Linked DNA regions of Mus musculus: regions 1 and 2 are each linked to region 3. Evidence: chromatin contacts called from public HiChIP or PLAC-seq and Micro-C data. All regions are on one chromosome and are shown on one strand. Each heading gives the region's core, a stretch centred on a gene start, on an enhancer-like site or on the middle of the called end of the contact. The rest is flanking DNA. Distances are from core to core; before and after follow the strand shown. Region 1 has its middle 13 kb from the start of Rps6ka1. Region 2 overlaps Crybg2 (crystallin beta-gamma domain containing 2). Region 3 holds the start of Sfn (stratifin).

The links. Hi-C and Micro-C count contacts between places; a contact is called where the count stands out from the background. HiChIP or PLAC-seq counts read pairs in DNA pulled down with a chosen protein or histone mark.
Region 1: an H3K27ac HiChIP or PLAC-seq map of embryonic stem cells shows a contact between it and region 3, with 2.5 times the contacts expected there. The contact joins the enhancer-like site here to the promoter of Sfn in region 3. A contact is called at or near these places in 1 of 39 promoter capture datasets (the C10 cell line), 2 of 15 datasets of contacts at CTCF or cohesin (embryonic stem cells and large pre-B cells), 12 of 484 Hi-C or Micro-C datasets (CD4 T cells, CD8 T cells, bone marrow and 9 more), 21 of 115 datasets of contacts at active chromatin or transcription factors (acute myeloid leukemia, astrocytes, bone marrow-derived macrophages and 10 more) and 3 of 9 other capture datasets (adipose tissue, liver and pancreatic islet).
Region 2: a Micro-C map of the G1E-ER4 cell line shows a contact between it and region 3, with 2.6 times the contacts expected there. The contact joins the enhancer-like site here to the promoter of Sfn in region 3. A contact is called at or near these places in 3 of 39 promoter capture datasets (cranial neural crest, frontonasal cranial neural crest and maxillary cranial neural crest), 3 of 484 Hi-C or Micro-C datasets (the G1E-ER4 cell line, embryonic stem cells and palatal mesenchyme) and 6 of 115 datasets of contacts at active chromatin or transcription factors (bone marrow-derived dendritic cells, bone marrow-derived macrophages, embryonic forebrain and 3 more).

What each region holds. Positions count from the first base shown.
Region 1 is chr4:133,898,624-133,902,712 of GRCm38.p6, reverse strand. No RefSeq gene overlaps it. Among named protein-coding and RNA genes, the nearest start is that of Rps6ka1, 13 kb to the right of the region's middle. Within about 2 kb of position 2,277, at least 37 of the 459 cell types and tissues checked have an H3K27ac peak or open chromatin away from gene starts, as enhancers often do. A contact at or near this core is called in acute myeloid leukemia, embryonic stem cells and hematopoietic stem and progenitor cells, where this site is marked.
Region 2 is chr4:134,079,618-134,083,661 of GRCm38.p6, reverse strand. It overlaps Crybg2 (crystallin beta-gamma domain containing 2), which reads right to left. Exons shown (of 20, transcript NM_001162970.1): 7 at 3,200-3,326; 8 at 2,847-2,882; 9 at 2,437-2,573; 10 at 2,183-2,309; 11 at 1,794-1,933; 12 at 1,580-1,706; 13 at 1,215-1,247; 14 at 975-1,087. Among named protein-coding and RNA genes, the nearest start is that of Crybg2, 13 kb to the right of the region's middle. Within about 2 kb of position 1,516, at least 220 of the 459 cell types and tissues checked have an H3K27ac peak or open chromatin away from gene starts, as enhancers often do. A contact at or near this core is called in the G1E-ER4 cell line, bone marrow-derived macrophages, embryonic stem cells and 1 more, where this site is marked.
Region 3 is chr4:133,600,174-133,604,243 of GRCm38.p6, reverse strand. Sfn (stratifin) reads left to right here and starts at 2,076. Exons shown (of 1, transcript NM_018754.2): 1 at 2,076-3,688. The coding sequence starts at 2,475. The coding sequence ends at 3,221.

The DNA.
Region 1 (4,089 bases), core at 1,028-3,527, 300 kb before region 3:
GGATCTGATGCCCTCTTCTGGCCTCTGTAGCTACTGCATCAGTGAACAAACCCATACTCTCACACACACATACATAATTAAAAGAATACAAATTTGGGGGCTGGAGAGATGACTCGCTCTACCAGAGGATCAGAGTTCAATTCCCAGCACCCACATGGCAACTTATAAGTGTCTGTAACTCAAGTTCCAGAGAGGCAGGACACCAATGCACAAAAAAAGTAACTCTTGCAGGGCGTGGTGGCGCACACCTTTAATTCCAGCACTCAGGAGGCAGAGGCAGGTGAATTTCTGAGTTCGAGGCCAGCCTGGTCTACAAAGTGAGTTCCAGGACAGCCAGGGTTATACAGACGAACCCTGTCTCGGAAAACCAAAAAAAAAAAAAAAAGAAAGAAAAAGATTTATTTATTTATATGAGCTATGTTCAGATACACAAGAGGGCATCAGATCCCATTACAGATGGTTGTGAGCCATCAAATGGTTGCTGTGAATTGAACTCGGGACCTCTAGAAAAGCAGTCAGTGCTCTTGACCGCTGAGCCATCTCTTCTGCCCTCCCCTTGTCCCCACCTCACTTTTTAAAAATCAGTAATGTAAGCCGGGCGTGGTGGCGCACGCCTTTAATTCCAGCACTTGAGAGGCAGGTGGATTTCTGAGTTTGAGGCCAGCCTGGTCTACAGAGTGAGTTCCAGGACAGCCAGGACTATACAGAGAAACCCTGTCTCGAAAAACCAAAAAAATTAAAAATTAAAAAAAAATCAGTAATATAGTGGTCATTATGGCAAACGTTCTAGGATTTTGCAGTGGAGAAATTGTAGGAGAAATGCCAAGACTGGCATGAAGTTGGGTTTGGGGAACAAAACCTAAGGACATACCAAAATCTCAATAATCAAGACAGTATGTTAGGACAGGGGAAGAGTCTCAAACTGGTAAAATCCCAGAGGCCACGGGTTTGATCCCTTGCACTAAATAAACTGGACATAGCTCTGCATGCCTATAAAAGGCCTGATGTTTTAAATAATACTACCTATCTGTCTGTGTGTCTGTCTCTCTATAGCTTTTTGAGGCAGACTCTCTCTATGCAGCCCTGGCTGTCTTTCTGCACTGAAACTCAATAGGCCAGCCGTTTTCATTCGCACTCACAGAGCTCTGCCTGCCTCTGCCTCCAGAGCGCTGCTTTAACAGTCTGCACCACCATAGCCAGTTCTTTTATAAAACAAACAAACAAACGCCCAAAGAGTGCTGCCTCCTGAGCATCCAGGCCCGGGGCTCTCTGCTCAGCTCTATGTTCTCTTTTTTAAATTTCACCATGATAACACAAATTGTTTCGCCCAACAGAAAGATCTCTTTGGGGGCCAGTGAAATGGCTCAGTGGTTAAAGGCGCTTGCCACCAAGCCTGACAGCCTGAGTTTGATCCCTGGAACCCACAGGTAAAAGGGGATAGCCAACTCCCACAACACGTCCTCTGACCACTGTGACATGCACTTGTGCATCCCTGCCCCAGTAAGAGGGCAGGGGGGCGGGGCAGGGGCAGCGGCAGGGGAGAACGATCTTAGAAATGACAATGGTTTTAGTGCTGGGGGTTGAAACCAGGGTTGTGTTCATGCAGAACACACAAGGCCACCACAGAGGTCACCCATGAAGAATGTTGTTTTGGTTTTTTGAGACAGGATTTCTGTATGTAGCCCTGGCTATCCTGGAACTCATTGTGTAGACCGGGCTGGCCTTAAACAAACAGGGATTCGGCTGCCTTTGCCTCCCAAAGTGCTAGAATTAAAGGCAGGAGGCACTCTGCCCTGCTCAGAGAAAGGACAGTTTGTTTTTTTGTTTTGGTTTTTTTGTTGTTGTTTTTTGTTTTGTTTTGTTTTTTTTGTTTTTTGAGACAGTGTTTCTCTGCATAGCCCTGGCTGTCCTGGAACTCACTCTGTAGACCAGGCTGGCCTCGAACTCAGAAATCCGCCTGCCTCTGCCTCCCAAGTGGTGGGATTAAAGGCGTGCGCCACCACGCCCTTCAAGAAAGGACAGTTTTATCACTAACCTCATTTAGAATTGCGGGAATGTGGAGACAATAAAAGGCGTACCCATTGTCATTACAATGTCTTAAAAGTCTTACAGAGAATGCATGGCTCAGTGCTTGAACAGAGCTAACAGGCCACCACCCTCAGTAGATTCTGCCCTAGGCCACCAGTTTCCAAGCTCTGACTAAGGTGAGCCCAGAGGTACCTCCCAAAGCTAACTTTCCAGTTCTGACACCACAAGGGCTGGTAGCAAGTCAGCGGCTGATGTAGGTCTTAGTTTCTTCAGAAACAAATCCATAAGCCACACCTGCCCCTTCCAGGCAGGGGAATGAAGACAGTGCCCAGAGATCCGCTGCACACATGGCGGGCCGCCACAGTGCCACAAAGGGATAGAGGTGAAAGGAAATAAAACTGTAATTCATGTAATGTATGTCAAATAGCCCAAAGAGTTGTTTGTGAGCTTTGAAACCTGGGGCTGAGAACATAGCAGAACAGACCAGGACATGCCCGGGCAGGCCCATCGCCTCCGTATCTCCCACCCCTCTGACCTAAGTTAAATGTTACAGGCTGCTGATGTTTAAATGGACCAATCATGTGAAACTGCGCCAATTCCTCCCCCAGCCCCACTCCTTTTCTATAAAAACCCCTAGCTTCCAAGCCTCGTGGTCGAATCCACTGTCTCCTGTGTGAGATACGTTTCGATCCGGAGCTCCGCCATTAAAATACCTCTTGTTGTTACATCAAGGTGTTGTGTTCTATTCGTGATTCTTGGGTGCACGCCGAATCGGGAGTTGAGTGGGGGTTTCCCCACTGAGTTCTTTCATTGGCAACCCTATCACTCTCTACAGACTAGATGTGATGGCTTGTCCCTATAATTCCATCACTTGAGACATCGAGGCAACAGGACTCTGGCTGGTTTGAAGCCACTCTGGTCTACATAGTAAGTTCTAGACTAGCCTGGGTTAGAGAGTAAGATACTGTCTCAAAAACATCAACAACAAACCCACAAAAGGGTGATGAGTTCTGTCGTCCCCACAAAGCGGCTCCTGAGTCCACATTCTGGGATAAGGGAAGGGGATCTGGGTGGATCCTATTAGCTCAGATCCTATTGGCTGGTCACAATGATGGGATGCTGAGCTGCTATTGGGTGGCACCTGGTGGGTGGAACATTTCCCTTCCTCAGGGTTGGGGCTCCAGAGAAGCAGCCTGAAAGGAAATATTCCACTTGGACAGGCCTGACCTGCTTGTTTGACTCTCTGTCTCCTCTAAGAATGTAAGTTCCTAGAGCCCGCCACACACTGTTTCCCAAGAGACTGATCGTAAATATTTCAGACTTCGCAGGCCATATGGTCTCTGTTGCAACTACTTAACGTAGTGAGAAGGAAGCACAGAGGAGCCACAAACGGAGCATGGCTGTGTTCCAATAAAACTTTATTTACGCGTGTTCAAATCTGAATTTTGTACAAATGTCATGCATCGTCACTTTTTTTTTCTTCACTTAAAATTATTTCAAAATGTAAAAAAACCATCAGACTCAGTGGCCTACACCTGTACTCTCAGCGCTCAGGAAGCAGAGGCAGGTGGATGTCTGTGATGAGGCTTGCCTGCTCTAGAGAGCCAGTGCTTACCTAGGTAACAAATGCAAAGACTGAGGCTGAGAGAGGTTATCTTGAATACTCAGGGTCACTTGGCTAAGAGAGATGAGCTAAGAGCTCAGGTGTGCAGCGCTGGACCCCAAGCAAGATCTGTGGCCTGTGGCATTATCTGCGTACCCATGCATACAGCAGGAAACAGGAGGCTGCAGCTTTTGTGTTTGATTTTATTGGTTTTATTTAGCATTTATTTATTTAGCTGGTCTCTCTGTAACAACCCTGGCTGGCCTGGCCGACCAGGCTGGTGGTTTTATTTACTTTTAAGATAAGCGTCTCAATGTGGGCTGGAACTCAGAGCCCTGTCTCAGCCTAAGGTGCCGATCCAGGAATGTCACCTGTCCCCTCCTGGAGCTTACTTCTCATGGGGAGGGCAGACAGATGAGCATGCAGTTGGATTGCTAGCGAGCCTGCAGCCACAGCAT
Region 2 (4,044 bases), core at 267-2,766, 480 kb before region 3:
CACCTGTAAACCCTATTCCAGGAGATCTGATGTCCTTATATCTCCACAGATACCCATGGACACATATGCATATAAATAAATGTTTTAATTAAAGAAGAAGGAATAAATTTGGTAATTACCCTCTGGTAAAAGGAAAGGCAAGACTCATGGGTCTCACACCTATGCAATAGCAAGTTTATGTCATCATTACACAGACTTGCCAACAAAAATCAGACAACTTATCCCTCAATTTAGCTGCCAGTTGTGGAAAAAGAGAGAGATAGAGAGAGAAAGAGAGAGAGAGAAGATGGGAAGCATATGAGTAAGATGGTTACGTTCCTTCAAACAAACATATAGTAGCAAACAAGGAGGGGAGGAAGATTCGTGGACAGAACGGGGTCAAGTCAAGCAAGGCCATTTGTGACCTTCACTGGGTCCCGAGAGCAGCAGCTAATCCGCTGGACATGGACAGGGTCTATGTATGTAACTATGCCACTGACCTGTGCCTATGTGGGTGTGGAGAGCCTTTCTATGGCTCCCCCTCCCCCCCTCCAAACATCCCCAAAGCTTTCCTGTAACACAGGCACCTGCTCTAAAAGTTCGAAACAGGGTTTCTTTCTGTGTGGCCCTGGCTGTCTGGGAACTCATTTTGTAGACTAGGCTAGCCTTAGACTCACAGAGAACCACCTGCCACTGCCTCCCGAGTGCTGGGATTAAATGTGTGCCACCACTGCCTGGCTACTCTTTAGATTTAAACAAAACAACTTATTTTATTTGTATGAGTGTCTAGCCTGTATGGACGTATGGCCAATGCAGTGGTAAGAAGGTAAACTGCTCCTGTAGACTTCTAGGGAGTAGCTAGACTTCTAGGGAGTAGCTAGACTTCTAGGGAGTAGCTGGAACTAGAATTAGGATGGCTGTGAGCTGCCTGACCTGACTCCTTTCTCCCCTTGCCTCTCCCAGCACTCTGGGCTCTACCCAATCCACCTGCTCACCTGCCACCGTGGACCCGGCATGACTGGGGATGGAAGGAAGCAGGCAGAGAGGCTTGGTCATCCTCAAAGGAAATGTGGTCGCCCAGAAAGTTGGGGCCTGAGAAAAGCTGAATCTGGAAGACAGAGAGGTGACGAGGTTAGAGTGAAAAAAGAGGCGAGGGGCAAGGGTAAAGGCCAAGGGAAGTTTTGACACGAAGGCTGTGAAGAGCCTACCAGATCTCCGTGCAGCCGCCTCCTTACCTTCGTGACAAAGTGAAGATCGCTCTCCCCCACCTGAAGGAAGAGATCAGCGCTGTGACTGAAGGAGGAGGCCAGCCTCTACCCGCAGCCACTGAGATTCAAAACCATTGTGGCTATCCCTCAGTCCAGCATCGACAGGCTCCGCCCCTATTGAGACCCCGCCCCTAAGATGTTACTGCTCATAGCCCCGCCCCCTTACGGGGCACTGAGCCCCAGTTCCCGCCCTCAATATCCTGCCCACCCTCCTGCCTCCGTCCCTCCTGGCCAAGACCTTCCTCTTCCTGCCTTAACTAAGCAGCCAGGGCGAGCCACCTGGCCCCGCCCAACGGCCCGCCCCCGGTCACGCCCATCGCTCAGATACACACCTGCACAACTGGCTGAAGGGAGCCAAGGGCGCAATTGCCGGAGCCCCAGTCGTCGCAGTTACGGTACACGCCCTTCTCCAGGATGAACTGTTCGCCGGAGAAGCCAACCCGCTCATAGGCCACCCACCTGCGGGGAGGGCGTGGGATGGGTCGGCGAGGGCGGGGTCCGCAATGCTCCTGGGCCCGCCCTGCGCCTGGGGCGGGGATTACTCACACGCCGCTGAGCACGTGGATGGCTTGCGTGCTGGGTCCGTGCTGGGCTAGCTCCACATCCGGCAGTGCAGAACTCACCTCCACTCTGTGTCCCTGGAAGTCCATGTCCTCAAACAGCACCACGGCCGGGTCTCCAAAGTCCTGGGGCCCCCCGAGACAGTCAGGTTTCTCCCAGACAACGATGCAAACCCGTAGGAGTGCCCAGATCTCAGGGAAACCACCCACCCCGGGATTAGGTGTGAGGCATATGCTGGGGAAAAGCCACAGGAGGGAGGCTAGCTCTTGGGGGGCATTCTGCCGGGGAGAACAGACTGAGGGGTGCAAATTCTTCTCTCAAATTGTGCTGTGGACGTTGGGGTGTGGCCAAGCAGCCCAATTGCCTCTGCTCACCGTCCGGATGACCCGCAGGGAGGTCAGCAGCTCATCGTAGCCTCCCCAGTTTGACCAGTCAGCATATTCGCCCTCTTCTAGTAGGTACTGGTGACCCCGGAAGCCCTCCTTCTCATAGCCTACCCAGCTAGGGGAAGGGGAAAGATAGGCCAAGACACCGGTGAATCTACCAGACAGCCCCAGTCACTCTCCACCCACCAAGGGTAAAAACATGCAGGGACAGGGCAGATAGAAGAAATCTCTTCAATCCTCACCAGCCCCCAAGGATTCGCAGGGACCCCACGGAGGTCAGCTGGGGACTCTGGCTGTCCTCAGGCTGCTGAAGGTTGTAGATGTCTCTGCTTACTTCCCAGCTCTGCCCCTGAAAACCTGGTGCCTCATACACCACAGCCTGGATGAAAGGGGAGCCCCGGTGATAAAAGGTGAATCTGGCTTTCTAGGAATGGCTGTACACAACACCAACCTGGAGCCCCCATCCTCCCTGTGAGCATTGCTGCCTGTGTGCTCCGACCTCTAGCCAGATTCACACACCAAAGCCATAAACTGATGAGCCCACCTAGACTCCTGTGCCCTCAGCCCCTCAAGGCCCGGATCTCCTGTCCTGGTCACAGTGACAACCACTCAGACACACCAAATACCCTTAGATCTGGTCTGTCCCCCTTACCTTGGGTTCCCCTGGCTTCTCCACGCTTGGGCAGCCCTGCAAAAGAGACATGGCTGAAAGGCTAGTCCAGAGGTGGCTAAAGACAAATTAAGACCTGGGAAATCTAGATTTTCCTTGATCCTAAGACTCCTAAGAATTGCAGCCCCATATTTCCCCTTTTCTCTCCCATTGACCCTGTGCCACACCTCAGGTTAGTCCCCTCTCTCCTCCAGTCCAGTTTCCAGTAGGAGCTCTGGGCCAGTGAGGCACCAAGGAACTGATCTATGGTATTCCCCCATCTCTGCCCTCAGGTGCAGGGCCACCCAACATGGGACTAGGGACAGAGGGGCCTGTGGGTGTCCCATGCTCCTTACCAATCTCATTGGCTTTAGTGAACCCACACTGGGGCCTGATGTTCCCCAGGCCTCCAATGTAGGGTATTCTCCGGGCTCTAGGATATAGGGAGTATCTTCAAAGAATGGCTTGGGGTAGAGCAGCCACCTGGGGGAGAAACAGAGAAGCCACTGAACTCCTTAGGACAAAGACTTGGCATGGTGGGGCAGTTTAGAGGAGAGGAAGGGTTTTTGAGGGGTCCTTGCATAGGGATAGCAGAGAAGACATCCCTATTCTCCATTCTAGAAGCTGGTCCTTGATGTCCCTTCCTGTGGCTGGCCTCTGGCAACCACACACAGCAGTTAAGAGTTCTTTCTTGGGCTGGAGCAATAGCTCAGCAGTTAAGAGCACCGACTGCTCTTCCAAAGGTCCTGAGTTCAAATCCCAGTAACCACATGGTGGCTCACAACCATCTGTACAGTTACAGTGTACTCACATACATAAAATAAATAGATAAATCTTTATAAAAACCCAAGTAGTTCTCAAAGGAAAGCCAAGCTACACATGGGCCCATGATCCTCCTTCCTTGGCACTTCAGAGCATCACTGCTCATACTGGATCTTTTGTAGTCTGATTCTAAGGGTGGGACCCAGGAGCTCAGACCTGCTAAAAGTGTGCACCCAACCACTGGGTAACTCCTAGTCCCAGACCACGCTTTCTGTTTTATTCTGTCTGTCTGTCTGTCTGTCGATCGATCAACATAGTTCAAGGTGGCTTTGAAATCCTGGTGGCAATCCTTCTGCAGCCACCTCCCCAGTGATGGGATTGGAATCATGTGATGCGTCACCTGACCGGGTCTAAACTTTGGTAGATGTAGCCCTTTCAT
Region 3 (4,070 bases), core at 827-3,326:
GTAAACCCCCACCAGCTTCCTGGCTTAAGAGGCACGAGGAGAACACGCCCTTCGTAGGCTTAGAAGAAGTTTCAAGTTTGCCAAGCCCCACCGTCCAGACTCCTAGTGTCCTGGGGTTTCCAAGTTGCCCCCAGGACTTGGGGAAGCCCAGGCCAGGCTGAGAGCCAAGGAAGGCCCTTCAAGGCTGAGGAGAATTCTCCCAACGGAAAGGGAGGAGACAATGCTTACTGTGCCAAACAGTTTGTCAGTCTGGAGAGGAAAGAGTTTGGACTGAGGACCCCGACTCTTCTGTGGACACCCGGCTGGGCCACGGGGTGCGGAGAGTTTAGGATCTTTCCTCATCCCATAGAACCCAGCTCAAACCCCAAAACAGGGAGGGGGTTGCTGAGGATATATTCAGTCGGTAGAGTTCTTGGAAACCCTGGGTATAACCCCGGCACCGCTGCTAAAGCAAACATGGTGGCAGTCCATATATAGACCAGACTGGGCTAGAACTCAGAGAGATACTTGCTTCTGCCTGTTAAGTGTTAGGATTACAGATGTGCACCTGTCTATACAGGACTGGGGAGCAAACTCCATACACACTAGCAGGGACTCTACCAACCAAGACACACTCCCAGCCTCTGCTTTTCCCCAGGGTGGGGGTAACATGTTTCCCTTGTGGCAAAGCCAGTCACCAACTGGCATGTCCCCTGTGTGAGTTTAAATGCTCAGACTCTAGCCGTACACTACCGTGGTCTTCCCTAACTTGATGTTTTACTGTAGTTCTGTGCCTGTGCCATGAGTTAGGCAAAGCACGCAAGATCTCAGGACAGAAATCCCATCTGCTTCCTGGGAGAACCTGTAAAATTAGCCAGGACCCTGAAGTCTCTCAAGAGCCCCTACTCCGTGGCCCAAGCACATTCCAGCCTGTTCAGGGTTCTGGCCTACAACACCTCTCCCGGAGGCAAGGCGAGTGCTCAGACACTGTGAGGAGACAGGCAAGGTTGTGCAATAGTCCTGCTTCAAGGGTTAGACTGGCTGGGTCCTAGGAAGAAACTTCTTTAGAAGGAACCACGGAGTCCCATCTAAACTTGAAGAATGTGGTGGGGCACATAAGCAGGAACACACCCTCAGTGCCCATTCTTATCATGGGCCTTGAAAATAGGGCCCAACCAATCAGGGATGGAAGATTGGGAACAAAGTGATCTCCATCTCCAAGGAGACTTCTCTCAGGGGTCAGAGGCAGAGTCTTGAAGGGACTTGAGAACCTCTGGGAGCCAAGTGAGGGATCATACTGGGCTGGAATCACACACTGCGCCATAAAACAAAATGGAATGTGCCATTCCCAGCTCCTTTCCCTCAGCCCTGTCTTCCTCCCCAGGTTGATAGCGTCCCCCCTGGGGGACCAAACTGGACTGAGCACCCAGGTGGCCTGCTTCCCAGCCTCTGACAGAGGTAATCTGAGTCAGGCAGGGGAGTGGGACAGTCAAAGAGTTAGGCCCCCACCCTCTGGGAACCCTGCCGATACATGACGACAGGCAGCTTGGAAGGGACGGGTGACCCGATGTGGAGAACCAGAGAGTAAAGTCTCAGACAAGTGTCAACAGGCCACCAACTTGAAAGGGAAAATTGTGCTGTAAGGGGGAAGGTGTCCAACAAACATATTGGGTGACTAATTACAAAGGCTGGGCTGGAGCGTCAGAGGCCGCTCGTTAAACACTTCATTAAGTGGCACCCTGAGATGCCACCTGCGCATCTGGGGTGTTCATAGGGCATCTTGAGGGAGAACAAGGACCAAGGGATGGAGCTATCTTCAGGCCGGCTCAGCTAATGGCCCCCAAAGAGAGCCAAGAGGAAGAGGGGACACGGAGGGGGAGGGGTTTAAGGGAGCTGGCAGCTTGTGACCTCAAACTGGTTTGGTTCACCCCTGAGACTTGATAGTTCTACCTCTACAGTCCTACAGAGCCAATTCGGGGGTTGGGGGTAGTTGCATCAGATCATGGATGCGCAAGTTTGGGGGAAACTGTACAGCCCTACCTATACATGAGTTCTCACCTGAACTGTCCCAGCTCCCTGGGCTCTGCCTGGGCTAAAGCAGCTCGGTGGCTGAAGCCTGGAAGATCACCCTGAAAGACAATCTGATTTGGTAATCCAAGACGCTCCTGCAATGCAGCCAGCCCTGAACTGCAGGGGGCAGTCTGGAGCCGAAAGGTGCCTTTGCAGGTGGGACCTGCGGCCAGGTTTCTCCTGCTGACTGTCCTGGTGACTCACAGCCCCCTCCCGTCCCAGCCCTTTTACCTTAAAGGTAGAGCCGGAAAGGGTGTGGCGAAGACTAGGAGGAGGCAGGGCCCAGGCCCGCTCAGACCACGCCCAACTCTTCTCAGGGCCATGCCACCCCAGCCAAAAGGCAGAGCCAGAGCAAGGGAGCCGCAGAACCCAGCGTTACTCTCGAGACAGCCAGTTCGCCCGTCTGTCTGTCCATCCTCGCAGTCATGGAGAGAGCCAGTCTGATCCAGAAGGCCAAGTTGGCTGAACAGGCCGAACGGTATGAAGACATGGCAGCTTTCATGAAGAGCGCCGTGGAAAAGGGCGAGGAGCTCTCCTGCGAGGAGCGAAACCTGCTTTCCGTAGCTTACAAGAACGTGGTGGGCGGCCAGAGAGCGGCCTGGAGGGTCCTGTCCAGCATCGAGCAGAAGAGCAACGAGGAGGGGTCAGAAGAGAAGGGCCCCGAGGTGAAAGAGTACCGGGAGAAGGTAGAGACCGAGCTCAGAGGTGTGTGCGACACCGTACTCGGCCTGCTGGACTCGCACCTCATCAAAGGGGCTGGAGATGCAGAGAGCCGCGTCTTCTACCTGAAGATGAAGGGTGACTACTACCGCTACCTAGCCGAGGTGGCCACTGGCGATGACAAGAAGCGCATCATCGATTCTGCCCGGTCAGCCTACCAGGAGGCCATGGACATCAGCAAGAAGGAGATGCCGCCTACCAACCCCATCCGCCTGGGCCTGGCCCTGAACTTTTCAGTCTTCCACTACGAGATAGCCAACAGCCCCGAGGAGGCCATCTCGCTGGCCAAGACCACCTTCGACGAGGCCATGGCCGACCTGCACACCCTCAGTGAGGACTCCTACAAGGACAGCACCCTCATCATGCAGCTCCTGAGAGACAACCTGACGCTGTGGACAGCCGACAGTGCTGGGGAAGAGGGTGGTGAGGCTCCGGAGGAGCCCCAGAGCTGAAGCAGCCGACAACCACCCCGGCTCGCCTTGCCCTCCAGTCCCCAGCCTGCAGAGAGGACTAAAACGGAGTGGGACTCTGCCCTTCCCAAACCCTGAATGTTCAGCCACACCTTGGAAGGCTCCTTTGAAGGGGGCGCAGCCAAGCTGAAGCCACCAGGGCAGGGAATCTCACTCTTCGTGTAGCTGTCTGGTGGGTGTTCCCAACCCATCCCACCCCTGCTCTCTGCACCCCCTCCCCACTTCCTCCCCCTGAGCCTCCCTCGGGCACCTGTTGCTTCTGGATCCGAATAATCCAGGAGGCTCCCCACCCTGTGGCTGAGAACTGGACTGTGGCAAGGGCTGTGTGTGTGAGAGAGAGGGAAACTCTGTGTGTGTGTGTGTGAGAGAGAGAGAGAGAGTGAATGAGAGGGAACACGTTTGCTGGGTGTGACCATGCTACCACTCAATAAAGTTGCCCTGTGACACTCGGTCTTCTTCAGTTATTGGCCATGGGTTGAGAGTAGAATTAGAAATGAGTTAAGAGAACCGGACTCTGAAACTCTGAGCTAGGTCTGTCCCTTGGGGCTGTCTGGGTGACCTGGAAGTGAGACGAGCCTTTGGGTCGGTGTCGGTGACCTGGAAATTTTGGGTAGGGTGACTTCAGGTGAGAGGCCACCAGGAAGTCCCCGCAGCGCTTCGGCTCAGGCCAGGTGAGCACAGAGGCAGGTCAGGAGAGCAGAGGAGAGTGGGGGCTGTAGGCGGGAAAGCCGCGAAGTCAGGGAAGTTTGGGCACAGTGGCCTTAAGAGACACGCTTCACAAGTGGCACTGGGGACCTCACTTTAAGAAGCGGGAAACGGTCACGTCAAGTG